4 separate regions of the Sus scrofa genome follow, and all the other regions are linked to region 1. Evidence: chromatin contacts called from public HiChIP or PLAC-seq data. All regions are on one chromosome and are shown on one strand. The core of a region is the stretch at or near the end of the contact, and the rest is flanking DNA. Distances in the headings are between cores, read along the strand shown.

Region 1 (4,573 bases), core at 853-3,352:
CCTGGCTTTCAAATCACTTGTTTCTAAGATATGAAACTGTAATTGTATAAACAAACATAACCTTCTCCCTCTTAACTTTTCCTCCTCTGAAATTCTCTTCCTAGACATTAATCACAGACAATCATCTAAAACCACAGGTTCTCTTCCCTGGCTGTCTCTCCTGTCTAGATGACGATGATGCTGGATAAGGCAACCAAAGGGAAAAGCAAAGACAGGACTCACTGACCTTGAATTAGGCTATCAGCTATTTCTGAACCCAGCCCCACTCCTAACTTACATGATAACTCAGCTGGTTCTTTAGCTTCCCTATATGTTTAATGGGTTAAACAGGATCTGACATTATCCAATGGCTTGCGCTAGGAATCAAGTGCTTTATAAAGTTAATCATTAAACAACTTCATAAGATACTGCTGCAAATACAGAGCAATGAGAAAACTGGCTTAGATAATTTGGGTGTTCTGGAGCAGTCTCTTACTCCAGGGGATTAAACAGGCCACCCAACACCATGTTTAAGCAGGACTAGGTTTACTGAGTTTGACAAACAGCAGGGACCAATGAAGGCCTTCTTGGTGAGGTGAGGTGAACCTGGAAGGTCCCCTGATCAAAGTCAGCTCCCCACCCTGCACAGAAAGTGCGGGCTTTGCCCTCAGATTGCCTGGTTCCCATCCACAGGGAAACAACTGATTCTTCTTATCTGTTTCCTTATCTGCAAAATGGGAATAACAGTACTCACCTCATGCAGTTATGGTGATAATTAAACGAGATAGTCTGCCAAAACGCTCAGCACCCAGCACAGAACAATAATCATTAGCTACTGTGGCCACCTTTTTTGTGCTAAGCTTGGCTCCCAGGTGGAGTGGGCCAGGAGCCTAGAACAGGTTACTTAAGTTACCTTGTAATGACCCTGAGCCAGGGAGTGAGGGAGCAGGTGAGGCTAGAGTCAAACTCTTCAAAGTTTTCCAAGAGACAGAATGTACTAATTCACGATATCCTCCTGCTTCACGGCGGTCCATCCTCAAGCAGTTTCTAAGAAGCAGTGGCAAAGCCTCAGGAGCAGGGTCCCTGGCAGAAAACAAGTTTCCTGTGACCACGCCCCTCAAGGTTGAGATCCTTGACCAGGTGGGGATAACTCGTCCTGTTCTACACTAGGCTGGGATTCCTCCCCTTTGCCACCTGCTTTCCCGAGGTGGACATGAGCTCCTGCTCAACTAAGGGCAGTAGTCAACACCCCGCCCTCTCCCCCTCCCCGGGAATTTAAGACATCCAGCTAGGCGCGGGGCTATCTTTAAAAGGAATTAGTCGTGGTTGCTGAAGAGCCCTCCGGGGAGGACAACGTGCAGAGGCTGAGGGCTAGGGCTATAGGCGCCCGGGCCTGGGGTCCCCGGGTGCCGCCAGGGGTGGGCCCTCGGCGTGAAAGCCCGCGACGCCTGGCTCGGGCAGCACCCTGGGCCCGGACCCCGGAACCTCTCCAAGGAAAAAGAGCCAGGCCTGCAGATGCAACCGTTGCAATTTGGGTCTCCTCTCTTCTGACGTAATGCCAGTTTCCTGCTTTCGCATTGCAGTGTGCAGCTCGCTGGCCAGGAAGTCTGAAGATCAGTCGACTCAACGCCAAGATAATCAGGGCCACTATCTCGTAATTTATTTTCTACGAATACACCCCGCCCCCAAATTCCGCGACTTTTGGCTTTTCAGGCGGTATTGTTCTCCCCTCCCCCCAGGAAGGGTGCCTCTACACAGCTCAGCACCAGGAAACGGCGGCGGTTTGTGGCTCAAATGAGGGGCCCGGGCGGGGTCGGTTCAACCTGCTGCCCCCATCCCCCACCTTGAGCTTTGAGATTCCAAATCCCCGGCTTTGTTTGAAGCGAAACTACTGTGGAAACTGCACCATTTCCTCCTCCTCTCCAGAAACCGAGCTAGGAAGTGGGTAAAAACTACTATAGAACGTGCTCTGACACTCCTCCACGCCCAACACCCCCACAGGGACGGTACCAGCAGCGACCGCCCCGCCACCTCACTCGCGCCCGGCCAACTACAGCCCTGCAGCCGCCGCCGCCGCCGCCCAGCCGAGCCCGGGGAGACTCCCAAGGGCTCTTTAAATACGATCTATAAATACTACGGGCTCTCGGCGCGCGCGTCACGGCAGAGCCGGCTTCTAATTGGCTGTCGTAACCCCGCTTATTTGCATAGCCGGATTGCACAACCGGGCGGCGACCTCGGCCGAGCGCGCCCCTCCCCCTCAGCGGGCGCGCGGGGCGCGCGGACCCGCGGGTGGGGACATCAGGGTGGCGGCTGCGCGGCCCGGCGACGAGCGCGAAGCAGCCGCGGCGTCCAGAGTAGCTTGAACTCGGGAACCTTTCGAGTCTTGAGTCATGCGGCGGTCTTCTGGGACGCCGGCGGCCTCCCATAAGGATCTCTTGACAGGCACTGGGCCGGCGCATTTAGACAGGGGTGTTTTTGCTTTCTACAAAAAGAAAAAGAAAGTTTTAAGGGTTTCACCAGAGCAAACGCTCTGGGTGGCTCGCACAGGCACCACGTGAGACCTGGACACGCAGCTAGAGCCCTGTCCAATGACTTGCGACTTGGGGTGTTCAAAAAAGGCTTTTGCATGTTCACTCGTAAGACCTCGTTAGCTTGAAAACGAAACAAGGGAGTGTTCAGAAAATGCAAAATGTATGATTCCTCCTGGTTTAAAGTTAAGCTTTTAAAAAAGCACCAATTAGCCAATATAAAGCGGCGATGCGGAAACATGCCACATTGTGGTTCTAAGGGAAAAGAATCTCTGGTAGTGATTGAAAATCTTCAGCAACTTGGCCCTGAACAGAGCTGGTTCGCTCTGGGGAGCGGGTGGTGGCTGAGAGGATCAGAGGGGTGGGGGAAAGACCACGCTTTGGAATTCGGGAACAACCCGAGGTGCGGGTTATTGGCTCACAGGTTTCTCTCCAGAGGATGCCATTGATCACTGGAGATAAATATGCAGACATTATTTTATATTAGTATTCAGATATTACCAAACATTTATCTCTTCATAGAGACATAGTATCTACTGCTCGTTGTAAACATTTTTTAGGTAAAATCTGTGACATAGTGAATTGCATACTTTCGAATGCGATAAATATGATTATTTTCATTTTGTTTTAAGATGTCCTGCTCTTATTGGGCACACAGCGCATGCTAAGTTTTCAAGCCGTCCCGTAACAGTATCGGAGGATGACCCTAGAAGTATATGTTTGTGTCTTTCCTCAGGAAATACTACTGGAATGAATCAAATACAATCATTTTGAAGTGAATAAGCATTGCTAAAAATCTAAGGTCTCATTAAATTATGGTTCGTAACTATTCTGGTCTGATGTCCTTCTCCCCTAAATAAAACTCAAAACTCATTCGGACTCCTTTGCTTTTTGACAATACTTTCAACAACGGTATTTGGACGCTAGCGAATATGAGCCTCTAACAGCTTTTAAATGAGAACTTTGGATTTTAACAGGAGAGCGCCCTCTGCTGCCAAATAGTTTATGGGCAACGCTTCTGAAAAGTAAAACCCTTGGTTGGTATGCCCATCTCAAAGACGGCAAGATGAACCTTAGGATTTTTTTCACTAACATTTTTTTTGTAAGTCACTTTGTAATTCTAGGCATCTTAATCATTACTGCTAAGCAAGGAAGATCATTTAGTTGTGAATACTACGTTATGTATCACTCTCATTTCCATTGTAACACCAGTTTATGCTTTAGAATACTAAAACAGAAGATAGGCTTTTTTACAGTCATTATTTTCTGCACTAACAGCTACTAAAGTAAGAAAAACATGCTTTAATCATCGAAATACTTTTCCCAATAATTTTTTAGTGTTGAGTCCTATGAATCTTTACAATGGACTGGTTTGAATACAGACTACTTGCCTTTTTTTTCCCCCCCAGGGCCGCACCTGTGGCATATGGAGGTTCCCAGGCTAGGGGCCATACTGGAGCTGTAGCTGCTGGCCTACACCACAGCCACAGCATCTTGGGATCTGAGCCTTGTCTTCGACCTACACCACAGCTCATGGCAACGCTGGATCCTTAACCCACTGATCGAGGCCAGGGATCGAACTGTGTCCTCATGGATGCTAGTCAGATTTGTTTCTGCTGAGCCATAATAGGAACTCCAAATACAGACTACTTGCAATCAAGCTTTTTGCTTCTCAGCTTATTTCTCTCTTTCCTTTTTGAGCCCATGACACAACAGCGACAACACCAGATCCTTAACCCATTGCACCACCAGGGAACTCCTCCCTCTGTCTTAATTAGTGTTTCTGATGTCCCAGGTCAAATATAAATGCACTTATAAATGCTACTTATTGGTTATCATCTCTTTAATATAAAGACTGTCATTTTATTGTAGTATCCATATGCTTACTGTAGTTACACAGTATTTTCCTTTCCCTTTTTTTTTTTTTTTTTTTCCTTTTTAGGCCTGCAACTGCTGCATATGGAAGCTCCCAGGTTAGGGGTTGAATTGGAGCTGCAGCTGAGGCCTGTAGCACAGCTACAGCCACAGCAACACCAGATCTGAGTCACATCTGTGGCAACGCCAGA
Region 2 (4,573 bases), core at 1,403-3,902, 700 kb after region 1:
AGTAGCCTATGAATTATCTTGAAAATCTGGTCAACTGCAGATCCTGATTCAATGGCAGCTATGGAATGGCAACTGAAATCCTGCATTCCTAATAAGTTCCCAAGTAATCCCAAGGCTGCTGGTTCATGTACCACACCTCTGGGCACTCTGTCTTTTGCAGTGAATATTGCTATGGAGGAATCTGGAACTACCCGAACTTTTACCTCTTTTTCCCCTTTGGGGTGGCTTGTTTCTTCTTCCTGGATGTCCATCTGATTCTCTTCTTTGAAATTCATTTAGTTAGGCTGGAGGAATTAACAAAGAATAGAAGAAGATTCCCACACTGATATTTCGTTTCTTTCTGAACTTGTGGGTGGTGGTGCTGTTCTAGTAACCAAAGCCAAACAGTTCCAGCTTTCTGAGGAGGCCCCATAGGACTGGCATGATGCCCGGCCTCCACAGTGGCTGAGATGCCTGTTTCCTCTTGTGCACATTAGTCTTACAATCAAATGCCCACAAATGGAGGTAATTGGAAAGAGTTTGTTACTTGCAAGCAAAAAAAAAAAAAAAAAAAAAAAAAAAAAAAAAAAAAAAAAAAAAAAATTTAATTAAAACAATCAAAAAACAGGTTTAAAAATATATGATATGAAAATAAAGCTTGCACAGAGTGCTGTGTCAAAAAGCAATTAATGCCAAAAAAATGGTGTATTTACAGTAATGATTGTCAGAAAGAGAGGCGGGGCAGAGAAGTTTTCTTATTTTCCATGTTGGACAGATGATAAACAAGAGAAAATGTAGACAAGGTACAGTACCAAAAAGGAAGGGAAAAGAGAATAAAGACTAAAATGTGATGCCAAAAGATTGTGAAAGACTTAAAACCAATTAAAAGCTGAAAATTGGGAAATAAGGAAATCTTAAAGGAAGAGTCAGGGAAAATTTTCAACCAGAATTATAAAGACTCATAAGGCAGAACGACAACATGGACTATTAAATAAGCTGAATAAAGATGAGGACAAGAAAATAAAATGTAAAAGGAAACCAGCAGGTTAAAATAGCTTGTCAAAATAAAAATAAGAATGACGTTATTTATGAAATAATTTTAAACAGATGAAACGCAAATAAGAACAGGTTGAAGGTGAACATGATAATAAGGAAGACAGAAAATAGAATATGAGAGTAGGATTAAAGATAAATTTGATTAGCTAATTTACAGCGACTTTAAAATACCAAAAAATTTTTTTCAAAGTTTATGAGTTAAGGAGAATAGAAAAACATCTCAAAACATACAAGGAGTAAGAAAGCTTGGTGTTTACTGTCTTTCCCCAAGGGACAGTCTGCTAATGCAGGAGCAGTGTCCTCAGGTGGAACCCGAGGGGGCAGAGAGCAACGTGACACCTTGGACGTGGAGGCTTCCCCATTGCTCCCCTCAGCAAGTGCCAGAGGCCAGCCTCACCAGCAGTAATCAGAGAAGACAAATAGGAGGTATTAAAACAGCAAACTCACAGCTGGATGGCACCGACCTGACCCAGGAGGAACTCCATAGGCTGCCAGCTACATTCCCTCCTGGATTATCTCCTCCAAATTTAGCCCACACTCAGAGTCAGGGGGAAACTCTCTGTGTCAATAACCCACAAAGCATCACATATCAACAGTTGTCTTATGTCTCTAGACAATTTTTTAGGAACTGTGGTATAGCCCTCAGATCTAAAAAAGCATTTATTCTATAAGTGTTTATTGGGTGTCTTTCCTATCCCTGGCAGGGTACTGGACTCCAGGAATACAATGAATGATGAACAGGACTCCTCAACAGAGATCCAGACTCACTGCGCAGACAGGACGGTGGATTTCCATCGATTATCAGTGGCACGAATGGAGGGCCACTTTTCCCTCGGCAACAGTGGGAAGGGAAGCCAGGGTGTGGGAGGAGGCAGGTAGGAAGGGCTGAGAGTTAGGGAGGTGATGCCCAATGTTTTGAATTCTCCTGATGAAGTAGGGGTTTTCCTGAAATGGAGGAGATAAGCAGAGGTCTTAAAGTAAGTGGGAGAGAGGTCTGGGAGAAGAAACCGCAGAAAGAATAACACCAAGTAAACAGTCACAGAAGTGAGGGCCAAGCAATGCTGGAGGTGGTGCCAATTTGAGTAGCAGCAGTGTTGTGGGTGCCCAGGTGTGGGAGACACACCCAGTTAATTACAACACAATGTGAAGAGCCCAAGCGTGACCGGGTAGTTTACTGAGACACTACTGATGTCTGTTCTCATTGCATTTTTCCATTTTCTTTTCTTCTCCTTCAGTAAAGACTCCTACCCAGAAAGTGACAGGCTCAGACACTGACCATTGACAATCTGAGTACGAAGAGCTCCTTTCCCTGTTATTCTGGCACCCCAGGTTCTTGCGAAATCCTGAGGAGGGTGGACGTGGGACAGCCCACGACTGAAGTCATTTCCCATCAGCCCTTGGGGAGGTGGCTTGAAGTTAGACTAAATGAGAGAAATAAGGACATCATTTCTTGCACACACGTTTGTGGAGTGAGGTTTGAAACAGCCAAGTGGAGATTTAAAGAAAGGGCTAAGAACATAAAGCAAAGGAGTGAACATGTAGTTCAGTGCAATTAGGGCAGTCTGTCGACACCCATCATCTGGCTGAGGGCAATAGGAGAAGGGTAAAAGGAAGTGAAACTAGGAGGGAAGCTTAAGCTTTCATGCCTTCATGTGATGGGTTGTCCCCGACTATTCTTTAGTGCACTATTGGTGTTTAAAAAGCTAACTGAGCCAGCAGAGTGGCCAGTGTATGGGGAAAGAAAGTCTGGACAAAGGCCATTGAGCAGGTTCTTGCAATAATCCAGGTGAGAGATGATAAAGCTTGGAACTGGAACAATGATTGTGGGAACGGAGAACAGAGCTTGGATTTCAACAGTTGTTTATTGAGTGCTTACTGTGTGCCAGGCATTGTGCTAGGTGCTGAGCATACACTGATAAATAGATATAGGCTTTTGCCTTGAAGAAGTTCACTGACCAAGGTATAAGGGTTATCACATCTGGAGAGCCAGTGAAGTGCAGAAGCACCTGGGACTTTCCAACCCTTGTGAGATGCGATGTGTATTCCATCATGGGTTGAATTCAGAGGGTCCCACACATTTCCACCCAGGTTCAGTTGCCATCTGAAAGCTGAGATGCAATCTTTTTGGAAACTTACTTCTTCTACAGGGTTACTGCAGCTTTTTCTTACTATCTCAGGGGATGGGGAAATTATCAGACTAATTTTAATTCTCAAAGAAGTTATTTCAGTTAAGTGAACAATTTCTTTTAACATAATCTGTAATCATTTGGACTAAGGTGAAATTGATATTAACTCTATTGTTATGGGAATTCTATTAATGCTTAAATACCATATCTATGATTTAATTGCAACAATAAAATTCAATCAGCTTCCAAATCATTCTGAATCTTTTTCCATTTGCAGGTACCAGATGTTAACTGCCTTTGACTTCTTACCCCTTGTTGATATCTCTGTGTTACACAGTGCCTGGAAAACAGCAGGTGCTTACCCAGTGTTGAGGAAGTTAAAACATGGAAGGGGATGCTCTGAGAGGCCGTGTTCTGTTGTCTTTGGTAAGGTAATCAAGCTGAAATGCTTGCCAGGAATGTTCATTCATTCATTCAGCAAATATTTATTGGGGATCAATACCTGTTTATTTTTAAAAGGCAAATATATAAATATTTATTTATTGCAAGTTACCATTCTTGGCATTAGACAAACAGCAATGAGCAAAACAAAGTCCCTGTTCCTCCTAACAAGAGAGATAAGCAGTAAACAAATTATTTGTATGTCTGTGTATTCATATACATCAGTATACACAGAAGATGTTAAGGGTGATACTTGCTACAGGAAAAAAAAACAGAGCGAAAATAAAGAATGATGGATGGGTGGCATTTTATATATTGCCTTCGGGTTGCTCAGGGAGGGCCTCTCTGAAGAAGTGGCATTTGAGCAGAGATCTAAAAAAAAGGTGGGGTGTGACTGGAATCAGCTATCCCCCATCTGGGGGCTGCATGTCACAAGCAGATGGATAAACAAGTGCAAATATTCTGGGAAAGGATCAAGCTTGTCTGGTTGGAAGAGCAGCAGGGAGGCTAGTATGGCTCCAGAGAAGTGAGGGAAGGGAGAGAGGAAGACAGGAAGGGATGGGAACAGATGCCTTTTTTCTGACATCTTCATAAGCACCAACTGAAAAAAAAAAAAAATTTAGGGCAGAGGGATATGATTGCTGTTGTCATAATTAATAACTAGTTGGCAAATATCTGAGAACTTGTGAGGCTTTATTGAAGTTTTGAGCACCACGACGGCTGATGAATTAGTCTGTATGGGTCACTTGTTGTATCCCCCATGTCTGGTCCATAATAAGAGCTCAATATATGTTTGTTGAGCGAATGTTTGAAATCTATCTTTGCTTTTTCAACTTTCAGAGTATTTTTAATAACTAAGCTGTCTGGTGCAAACAGTCTGGGTCATAGGGGAGTGTTACTCAAACTCAACCCATAAGACCTTATGCATATACATCATTACAAGGCAAACAACAAACAATGAATTCCTTTTG
Region 3 (4,573 bases), core at 1,023-3,522, 650 kb after region 1:
GCTCTAGCTGTGTTCAGCTGCTAAATTCAGTTCTGTAATAAGTAAACCTATAGTCATTAATGGTGGTAGCATTTTGATATATTAAAATCTGTTTTGGTAATATTTACTTATGAGAAGTGTTAAGATTCATTTTATTAAAAATGTTTTTCCCTCTTTTTAGCTCACTGCACAGACTCTCTGCCTTTTCCATGTTTTCCTAGAGAAATGACCTGATACCTTGATGACCAGTCTCAGGGCCCTTGGGTGACTGGCTGGGGCACCATGGAACTTAAAGTATGGGTGGACGGAGTTCAGAGGATTGTTTGTGGGGTCACTGAAGTCACAACTTGCCAGGAAGTTGTCATAGCCCTAGCTCAAGCAATAGGTAAGTGAACTCGCTGGGTATCTGAGATAAAGTGGTTTTTTTGCTGTGATTCCTGTTGTTGGTTGTTTCTTTTTGTTGTAAGTATAGATCTCTCATGAGTTTCGTTCATTTGGTTCCATAATACATCTCTTGGGTGTACTTTTACTTGTTACTGTATTATAATTTCCCTGAACCTAAGTAGATCTGTGAAGACACTTCTGCTTGCCTCCCCCAGATTTTATTGGTCTTGACTCTAGAGTCTGTACTGTCTTCTCTTCTGCTGCTTATCCTAAATAATGATTTCCAGAACTGAAAATATTTCCTTGAGCCAAAACATTGATTTGTGGTTTTCAGACCCCTCATTAGGAAGAATCCGATTTACCTTTTAGTCTGAATACCTTTTTTTTTTTTTTTTTTTTTGATCTTTTTGCCTTTTCTGGGGTCACTCCCACAGCATATGGAGGTTCCCAGGCTAGGGGTCTAATCAGAGCTGTAGCCGCTGGCCTACACCACTGCCACAGCAACGCGGGATCCAAGCCGCATCTGCGACCTACACCACAGCTCACGGCAATGCCGGATCCTTAACCCACTGAGCAAGGCCAGGGATTGAACCTGCAACCTCCTGGTCCCAAGTCAGGTTCATTAACCACTGTGCCACAATGGGAACTCCTAGTCTGAATACTTTTAGAAAAGAAAATGCAAGAAATTCAATGACATGGCTTTTCATTAGAAAGACAATGTGTACTCTTTAAATCTCACACAGTGAAGAAAAAGTTGTCAAACCCATGCTTACCAGCTCCATCTCACCTACCCTGTTGCAACTTTACTCCTTATTTACTCTCAGTTTATCATATCTTATGAATGTTTTTTTAGTTGCCTTAATTCCTTTTGGAACACAATGAGGGCATAAGGCACTTACACCAGTAAAGCCAGTAATGTGGGCTAAAGTTTATATTTGCATCTTAAATTAATCCTGTCATTGAACAAACATGTAAAAGTTGACCCTTGAACAATATGGGTTTCAACTGTGAGAATCCCTTATATGCAGTATTTTCCCAGTGGTAAATAATACACAATTGAACATTGGTTTAATTCACAGATGCCAAGGAAGTGCAGATAGAGAGAGCTGATGACTTTAAGTTACATGCAGATTTTTGACTGCCTGGAGAGTTGCCGCCTGTAACCCCTGTGTTGTTCAAGGGTCAGCTGTATTAAGAAGAAACTATGTTCACCATGCTAGGTGCTCAGTGCCTCTTTGTCTTTAAGCTCCTTATGAAAAGTTTATTTTTATGTCATGCTAGTTTATATCGGAAGCATGTCATGTTAGCTCAGGATGGAGACAAGTCACTGACACCATGGCACCTTAGCATTTTGTAGAGGTGGTCGTGCCCCTGCATTGTGGCAGAGGCACTATTAGACGTTGGCAGTGACACTATACAAAGACAGAAGCTTTAACACAGATATCTTTTGATTTTTTTTACTTAAATACTATATAGCACACTCATGTATTAAAACAATGGTGAAAATACGAAGTTTTCACATTCCATGAAATTGTCCTGCATTTGGCACTAATATTATATTTGTGGACCTCAGCTTAATTATTAAAGAGGGGGAAATTAGGCATTTAATTAAGGCAATTTAATTTTATTTCATATTCTTTGCAACTAATTTATTAGTAAATTCCCCCTTTTAAAAGCATCACAATTTATTTTAATTAAAATATGCAGTATTGTTGGGTTTTTTTTTTGTTTTCTGCTTAAAGAAAACTAGAACTAGCAAGTATCAATCTAACTTTCTTTGTTATTTTTGAGAATCAAGCCATGGTCAGTGGTTTAAAAAAAAAAAAAAAAAACACCAACAGTGAATAGTTTTTAGGGAAGTTGAGGTAGTTGAGGAGTGCGGTAAGCTGTATCTGTCCACATGGTAACTATGTTCTCTACACAGAATTTCAAGGGGAACTGCCTAGGGGTGTGTGTGTCCATGTCCCCATTTGGACTAAAGAGAGTACTTGTTTGTGAAAAAGTTGAAAAGAAGCTTTAACTGAACCTACCCCCACTCCCCCATTTTTGCTTTCTCAACAACTCAGTCCAGGACTGTTTTGAAAAGTTGACAGCTTGACAACTTGAATACAGATCCTTTTTTTTTTTTTTCTTGTTACAGCCGTATCTGCAGCATTTGGAAGTTCCTGGGCTAGGGGTCAAATTAGAGCTGCAGCTGAGGCCTGTGCCACAGCCTCAGCAATACTGGATCTGAGCTGCCTCTGCAACCTATGCCACAGCTTTTGGCAATGCCTGGACCCTTAACCCACTGAGTGAAGTCAGGGATTGAACCCACATCCTCAGAGAGGACAACATCGGCTCCTTAACCCACTGAGCCACAACGGAACTCCCATGAATACGTGGATGCTTTATGATATTTCTCCAAACCTGACTAAACAACTCTTTTTCTGAATTATAAATACTTCATTGAATTCAGAACTCACCTGGGGGATGATTCAACTGGCAACCAAGATCCTTGCTTCTGTTGTGCTTTAAGATTTTCTCAGCATCACATTCAATATGCTTCTGCTATTATACTTCAGTCTTTATCTGTCTTGTCATGAGAGTTATTGATATTCAGAGTCTAAACACTAAATGAAAATTTTACAGTATTATGACCTTATTTCTAGTATAAGAAATAACGGAGAATTTATAATTACGTAAAATCTCTATTATAACAAACACAGAATTTCTGTGGCTTAATACAGTAAAAGTTTAGTTAACACTAGTAGTAGAATATAGTGTAACAGTAAAAGTTTAGTTACACTAATAGTAGAATATAGGCTGACTAAGGAAAACTGCATATGTTTCTAAAACATTTAGTAGTTCCCTTTGTAGCTCAGTGGTAATGCACCCAGCTAGTATCTATAAGGGTACAGGTTTGATCCTGGCCTCTATCAGTGGATTAAGAATCCTGCATTGTTGGTAGCTGTGGTGTAGGTTGCAGATGAAGCTCAGAACCAGCATTGCTATGACTGTGGCGTAGGAGGCACCTGCAGCTCCGATTCAACCCCTAGCTTGGGAATTTCCACATGCTGCAGATGCGGCCCTAAAAAGACTAAATAAATAAATAATTTTTAGTGAAACCACATGTAGAATAGCTTTGTTGGGTTTAAGTTTATGTGTTTGCCTCATGGAGGTGGGGCACAGTGTGTAGGAATGATTGAGTTTTTCTAGATAGCTAAAATTGCTTTCAGGAAACCAGGATATAAAAGCCTGTACACAGTTTGGCTGTCTGCAAATATATGTGACAGCTAACACTTGCTGACTCAGTGCTACTAATCAATCAAATTAAATTATAAAAGCACTAAAGATAGAACATAATGTGATAAAAAGATTTATCTAATGTATCTAATAGTATAGATTTATCTAATGTATCTAATAGTATAGAAAGTAATCCTTTCTACTCTGATCTTTGACTACCTTGACAGGTTATATTTAGGTGGTAGAAGAAGAACATATCCTCAAATTATAGACAGTAACTAAAAGTGAAACCATGATTGACACACTTAATCTGCATCAAGTGGTTAAACTGCCCAGCAGGAGTGTACTGTGTTTTGTTACTATACACCTTGGGCTTTCTGAAACATTCCCAATTTTAAATATTCGACCACTTGATGTAAGCCACAGTCATTTCTCACTTAGATTTTTGCAGTACCCTTCTAAGCTCATTTCTCTGTATCATCCGGGGCCCTTCCATCGTAATCGCAACAGATTTCTTTTACAGTAATACTTTTAAAATATGCATCATATCACTCATCTGCTCAAAACCCCTTAGTAGTTTCCAGACTCACTGAGAAAATCTCTGAGTCCCTCCAATGGTTTTCAGGGCCCTAAATGAATCCCTGCTTTACCCCCAACCTCATTTCCTATCACTTAGTTTTGATTATTTCATCTTAAGTATACTAGAGACACTTCTGCCTCAGTCTTGCATCTGAGAATACTATGCACCCAAATATGTTCTTGATTCACTCTCTTGGCTTGCTGCTTAACTGTCATCTTCTCACAGAGCCCCTCCCTGTCCACCTGTCCATACATACCTGCACACACAACTCACACACTCCCCATCTGCCATATTCTATGTATCTCTATTGGTGTTTTGTTTTGTTTTTTGCTTTTTAGGACCACATCTGTGGCATATGGGAGTTCCCAGGTTAGGGGTCGAATCAGAGCTGCAGCTGCCAGCCTATAC
Region 4 (4,573 bases), core at 1,070-3,569, 630 kb after region 1:
AATCTTTTACTACCCAAACTAAAATATTACATAATCAGTTAAAAGAGCTTCTTACCTGGAAATGTACTACAGGGTACATTTTTTGTGTGTGGTCTTTTTTTTTTTTTTTTTTTTTTTGTCTTTTTGCTGTTTCTTTGGGCCGCTTCTGCGGCATATGGAGGTTCCCAGGCTAGGGGTCTAATCGGAGCTGTAGCCGCCGGCCTACGCCAGAGCCACAGCAACACAGGATCCGAGCCGCGTCTGCAACCTACACCACAGCTCACAGCAACGCCGGATCGTTAACCCACTAAGCAAGGGCAGGGACCGAACCTGCAACCTCATGGTCTCTAGTCGGATTCGTTACCCACTGCTCCATGACGGGAACTCCTGTGTGATCTTATTTTAAAGCAGACATGTTAGGAACTAAATATGTCAGATACTTCCACCATCCTTGAAACATGACTTTTCCTCTAAAGTAAAAATAAGGACAGGTTAAACATTGCTGACTGCTCCACAGTGAGACAGAACGGAATCAGTTAGAGATCATGTTTTTACCCAAACTGTGGTTCAGCTCTCAGGCTGTGTATGTTGGAGCTCCTTTGATCAAAAGAATTTTGTAAATAATGAAGCTCTATGTAAAATTGTGATCTTCAGGTTGCAATAGAAAGATAAGTTGTTTATAGCATTTTTTTGGTTTACAGCATAAATGACAAGAATAGTGAACTTTTCCATATAGTTTTATATTTTTCCAATATATTCACTCTTCAGTTAAGGTATACTTTTAGTAAGTTATTATCTCTCATCCTAAAGCACATTAAAATGTTCTAGAATATGAATGGTTTCTCTGGAAAAATGGCATTAATTATCCAGATTTTTAGAGAGGAAATTAATTACATCATGGGCTGTTGGGTTTTTTTATGATAGACGCAAAATGAAAGTGAATATTACTCATCCTTATAAAGAGAATAAAGAGCCATGAGTTAGTTTGTTTTAAGCATATTTCTTTGTGGAGGTGAAAACTGTTTTTTTGTATTTAATATGCAAACCTGCTTGGTCTCTGTGAGGTTTGCTGCTAATAACAAGGACTAGAGTCAGACTCAGTTCAAATCTTAGTTCAATCTTGTACTAGCCATTTTGTGTCAGTTAACCTTTTATAGCCTCTACATCCTCATTTGTAAAATGGAAATGATAGCAGTATTTCTTCAGTGGTTCATTTTGAGTTAGCATGTGTGCCTGGCATAGAGAAAGCTCTTGGCAACTGCTGGTGGCTCCTTGCTACCACCATCTCATCCAGCAGGGTTCCTGGGGCTCACCCAAAGAGGTGGGTAAGAAGGAAGATGTTTTAAGCAGAGAGAACATTCCTGGGGCAGGGAGGCGAAGGGAGATATGGCTGCCTCACGAAGGGGAAGTGTAGTTGAGGAAGGGGCTGCATCGAGGTGGGAACATGGACTTTATCCTAAAGTCAGTGAGGAACATTCATAGATTTGAGCAGTAGAGACCCAGATATACATGAATAGCAAATGAATGAAGGAATCAATGAAAACATGAACTAGGTTGCTTTTGGATGCATTTTCCCTGAGAAAAAGCTAAGATGAAGAGATTGTCATTGTATCTGCTGTTTAGACTGAGTTTGAGCCCTGATCTCAGAGGAATGAGGTGTGGATGGCTTTATGCTTTCATCTTTTCAGTGTTTTCTGTTTTTTTTTCCCCTCCCATAAACATTTATTTATTTTTTAAAAGACATGTTAAATATATGAATAAGCTCTTTTTCTAGCCCAGGTGATACTCTTCTTAGCCAACTTTGAAGGTAGGGATGGACTCTGATTAAGCCATACAACTTCATTAAGCAAGAGTAAAACTGGCTAGATAGTCATGCCCACACAAGAGGGGTCAGTGCCTTAGTACAGCCTAGAGAAGAAGTTCATTAACCTTGCTTCTGGGAGTTAATAATTTTTACCAGTGTTATTGGACAATTGGAAAAATGCCCATTCAAATTTATGGAGAGACACTGGAGTAATCTTCATAAATCTCAAAAATAGGATAAAGGTCATGGAGACTAATGCAGATAAAAATTAAAATCAAACTCTTGCAATAAATAGAAAGTCCCTAGAAAAGTAAAAGCAGTCTACAGCAAACCAATTAGAACTCTACAGCTTGTTGGTGAATCTGCTTTATTTTAGTTGGACTTTAAAACAATTCTTTATCCAGTATCACAAGTTTTAATGGGTTCATTACATAGAAAAGATATAATAAATAATTTTGCTGTGTTTGGACTGTATCCTACCCTTGTTTGATTTCCCCTCCACTTCCGCTCTGCATTTTAATAAGGAAGTAGAAAGCAGGAAGTTTTGCAGAGTTCCCTGATTTTGAAATACAGACAGTAAATGCTAGAGGACAAGGAGTTGCTTAGCCTATCAGAGAAGAATAATGAGTAACTTTTAAGAAGATTATTTGTTTGATCATTTCCACTTTAAAAGATTTTAATTTTTGAAATGGTAAGAGTGATAAAAATTCTAGGTAGGGCATGGGGCTCTTTCTTCCTGCTCTTATGGACACGTCTCCCTTCTATCCCAGCCAAAGGCCACCATGTTCTTGGAAGCTATGTGCCTGTCCTGTGGCGTAAGGTAGATGGGAGACCATCCTAAAACAAAAAGCAGTTAAGTCTGGTGATGTAACATCCCATGTTTCAGTGAGTTCTAAATATTGCTCTAAAGTACCACAGACTGAAGCAGACTAAGCAGGAAATAGGGAATTCAGTGTAACCTAGCGCATTTCCTTAGAGTTGGTTAAATTCCCTTCATTTAATAGGCAGCAAGGTGAAATAGAAAGGAAACAAAGGCAAGAAACCTTTTCAACCTCTCAATTTAATTTAATGTGGAAAAGAGCAGAATGTGAAGAAAGTTGGTGCCAATTTGTATATTTTCATTTAACATGAGTAGTGTCGGATATCTCATTAAAAGGTTTCTCTGGTTTCCATGGTGTTTCTTTCTTCTTGCTTCTGTACCCACATTCTGACAAGAATCAGAAACAACTGACTTAATGAAATTTTAGATCAGTGGTGGTAGAAACAGTCTGAATATTCTTGGTGGATCAGACCTCTGTGATTGCATGTCAGGAGGGAGTCTGTGACTCAGTTTATAGATTCATCTCAGACCTTTTGACAATGACTTCTCTGAAGTGGAAAATTGTAACTGAAGAATAAATGCAAAATTACTCAGTAAAAATTTAAGTTCAGTTGTTCTTGGAAACTTTGATACTTATTTCAGTATTTATTATATTTTAGAAATTTAAATAAGCTATTTAGAACAACTTTTTTAGTGTAAGGAATTCTTAATTTCATTTTTATTTTAAAAGAGCCAACATGACTGTGAAACTAGTATTTAATATAGCCCAGAAGATTGCTAACTTGAGTCTTTTTATTAAAAAAAAAAAAACAACAAAAAAAACAACTTTGTATGTGTGTGGTTGAGTAGTATCTAATTGATCAGAAATTGAGGGTTTTTTTCCCTGTACATCTTGGAGTTTTATTTTTCTACTAACATCATTTACTTGTCTAATAATCTTTTTTAAATCCCCTTTTTAATGGTATGAAGTAGTTTGCATGGTGACATTATGGCTTTATACCCATCAAGAATGAATTTGGACACCATTTAAATAGTGGTCACCAAGGGCAGAGCAGTAGGAAGCAGTTGTCCCGGTGCCGGCAATAAGGGGCATTGTCTAGAGAATTTAGAAACAATAGTAAAACTAAGATTCCTAACAGCCCATCTTCCTTTTATCATCACCATGTTCCAGAGATTCTGAACATCAGTGATGCAACACTCTTCCTCACTTTGGTGAGTCAGTACCACCACCAACCGCCACTCCCTACCCTCTTTGGTATGCTCTTGAAAATGTGAACTCTTTAAAAGTACACTTAAAATTTCGTATAAGTTATTTTGTATCATTTTGGTATTTTTGTATACTTTGGGGGGTAGTTTGGGAAATAGGGTAGAGTTTATAATTTTTTTCTACCAAGATCCTGTTACTTATAGTTGTTGTCAGAATCTTCATCCCTTTTTAAAACATCCCCAAGTTGTATTTCATTAATAAATGTCTTGGTTTTCTTTCTATCGGATTTTTATAACCAGCAATCAGATTAGCGTTGAAATAACAAGTTTACCACAGTAAATTTGGGTAGTTGTTATCAAAAGCAAATTTGTTTCATAGCATGGACAGCTTTGTGTGGCTGCTAGACCTCCATAACAGTCTCTACAGCTGTGGGGAGTGGAGGGTGAGGGGCTGTGCATACACAAGTTCATGAACACACATTAAGAGATAGGAAACAGGAGGCAGGGCAAAGAGCTTCAGAGCAGTGGCTGCGTCTGAAATCAAGAGCTGCCTCTAAAGGTCTCTATGGTGTGCTTGTTTCCCAAGAGTTAGCAACTAAAGGAAAGTAATGGCTCCCCCAATATGAGTGTGAAACAATTTAAAGTTTTTCAAAGAGAGAAAGAAGCAGATATGTATTAAACGAAGCCTAGCTTGAATCTTGGCCTGAATTTGAGTGCATGTGATGTGTGTATATTTATGAATTCACCTCCTCTTTGGGATACTT

The links. HiChIP or PLAC-seq counts read pairs in DNA pulled down with a chosen protein or histone mark.
Region 2: an H3K27ac HiChIP or PLAC-seq map of alveolar macrophages shows a contact between it and region 1. The contact joins two enhancer-like sites. A contact is called at or near these places in 2 of 2 datasets of contacts at active chromatin or transcription factors (alveolar macrophages and skeletal muscle).
Region 3: a contact with region 1 is called in an H3K27ac HiChIP or PLAC-seq map of alveolar macrophages. The contact joins two enhancer-like sites. A contact is called at or near these places in 2 of 2 datasets of contacts at active chromatin or transcription factors (alveolar macrophages and skeletal muscle).
Region 4: an H3K27ac HiChIP or PLAC-seq map of alveolar macrophages shows a contact between it and region 1. The contact joins two enhancer-like sites. A contact is called at or near these places in 2 of 2 datasets of contacts at active chromatin or transcription factors (alveolar macrophages and skeletal muscle).

Annotation. Positions count from the first base shown.
Region 1 is chr5:48,396,555-48,401,127 of Sscrofa11.1, reverse strand. LMNTD1 (lamin tail domain-containing protein 1) reads right to left here. Exons shown (of 18, transcript XR_002344073.1): 18 at 1,227-2,461. Among named protein-coding and RNA genes, the nearest start is that of KRAS, 110 kb to the left of the region's middle. Within about 2 kb of position 2,102, at least 81 of the 83 cell types and tissues checked have an H3K27ac peak or open chromatin away from gene starts, as enhancers often do. A contact at or near this core is called in alveolar macrophages and skeletal muscle, where this site is marked.
Region 2 is chr5:47,699,515-47,704,087 of Sscrofa11.1, reverse strand. It overlaps LOC106509230 (a long non-coding RNA gene), which reads right to left. Exons shown (of 3, transcript XR_002344069.1): 1 at 1,804-4,573; 2 at 204-284. Among named protein-coding and RNA genes, the nearest start is that of BHLHE41, 14 kb to the right of the region's middle. Within about 2 kb of position 2,652, at least 11 of the 83 cell types and tissues checked have an H3K27ac peak or open chromatin away from gene starts, as enhancers often do. A contact at or near this core is called in alveolar macrophages and skeletal muscle, where this site is marked.
Region 3 is chr5:47,743,805-47,748,377 of Sscrofa11.1, reverse strand. It overlaps RASSF8 (ras association domain-containing protein 8), which reads left to right. Exons shown (of 6, transcript XM_005653134.3): 3 at 201-364. The coding sequence starts at 262. Among named protein-coding and RNA genes, the nearest start is that of BHLHE41, 58 kb to the right of the region's middle. Within about 2 kb of position 2,272, at least 1 of the 83 cell types and tissues checked has an H3K27ac peak or open chromatin away from gene starts, as enhancers often do. A contact at or near this core is called in alveolar macrophages, where this site is marked.
Region 4 is chr5:47,768,092-47,772,664 of Sscrofa11.1, reverse strand. The region is part of intron 2 of RASSF8 (ras association domain-containing protein 8); the gene reads left to right. Among named protein-coding and RNA genes, the nearest start is that of RASSF8, 77 kb to the left of the region's middle. Within about 2 kb of position 2,319, at least 3 of the 83 cell types and tissues checked have an H3K27ac peak or open chromatin away from gene starts, as enhancers often do. A contact at or near this core is called in alveolar macrophages, where this site is marked.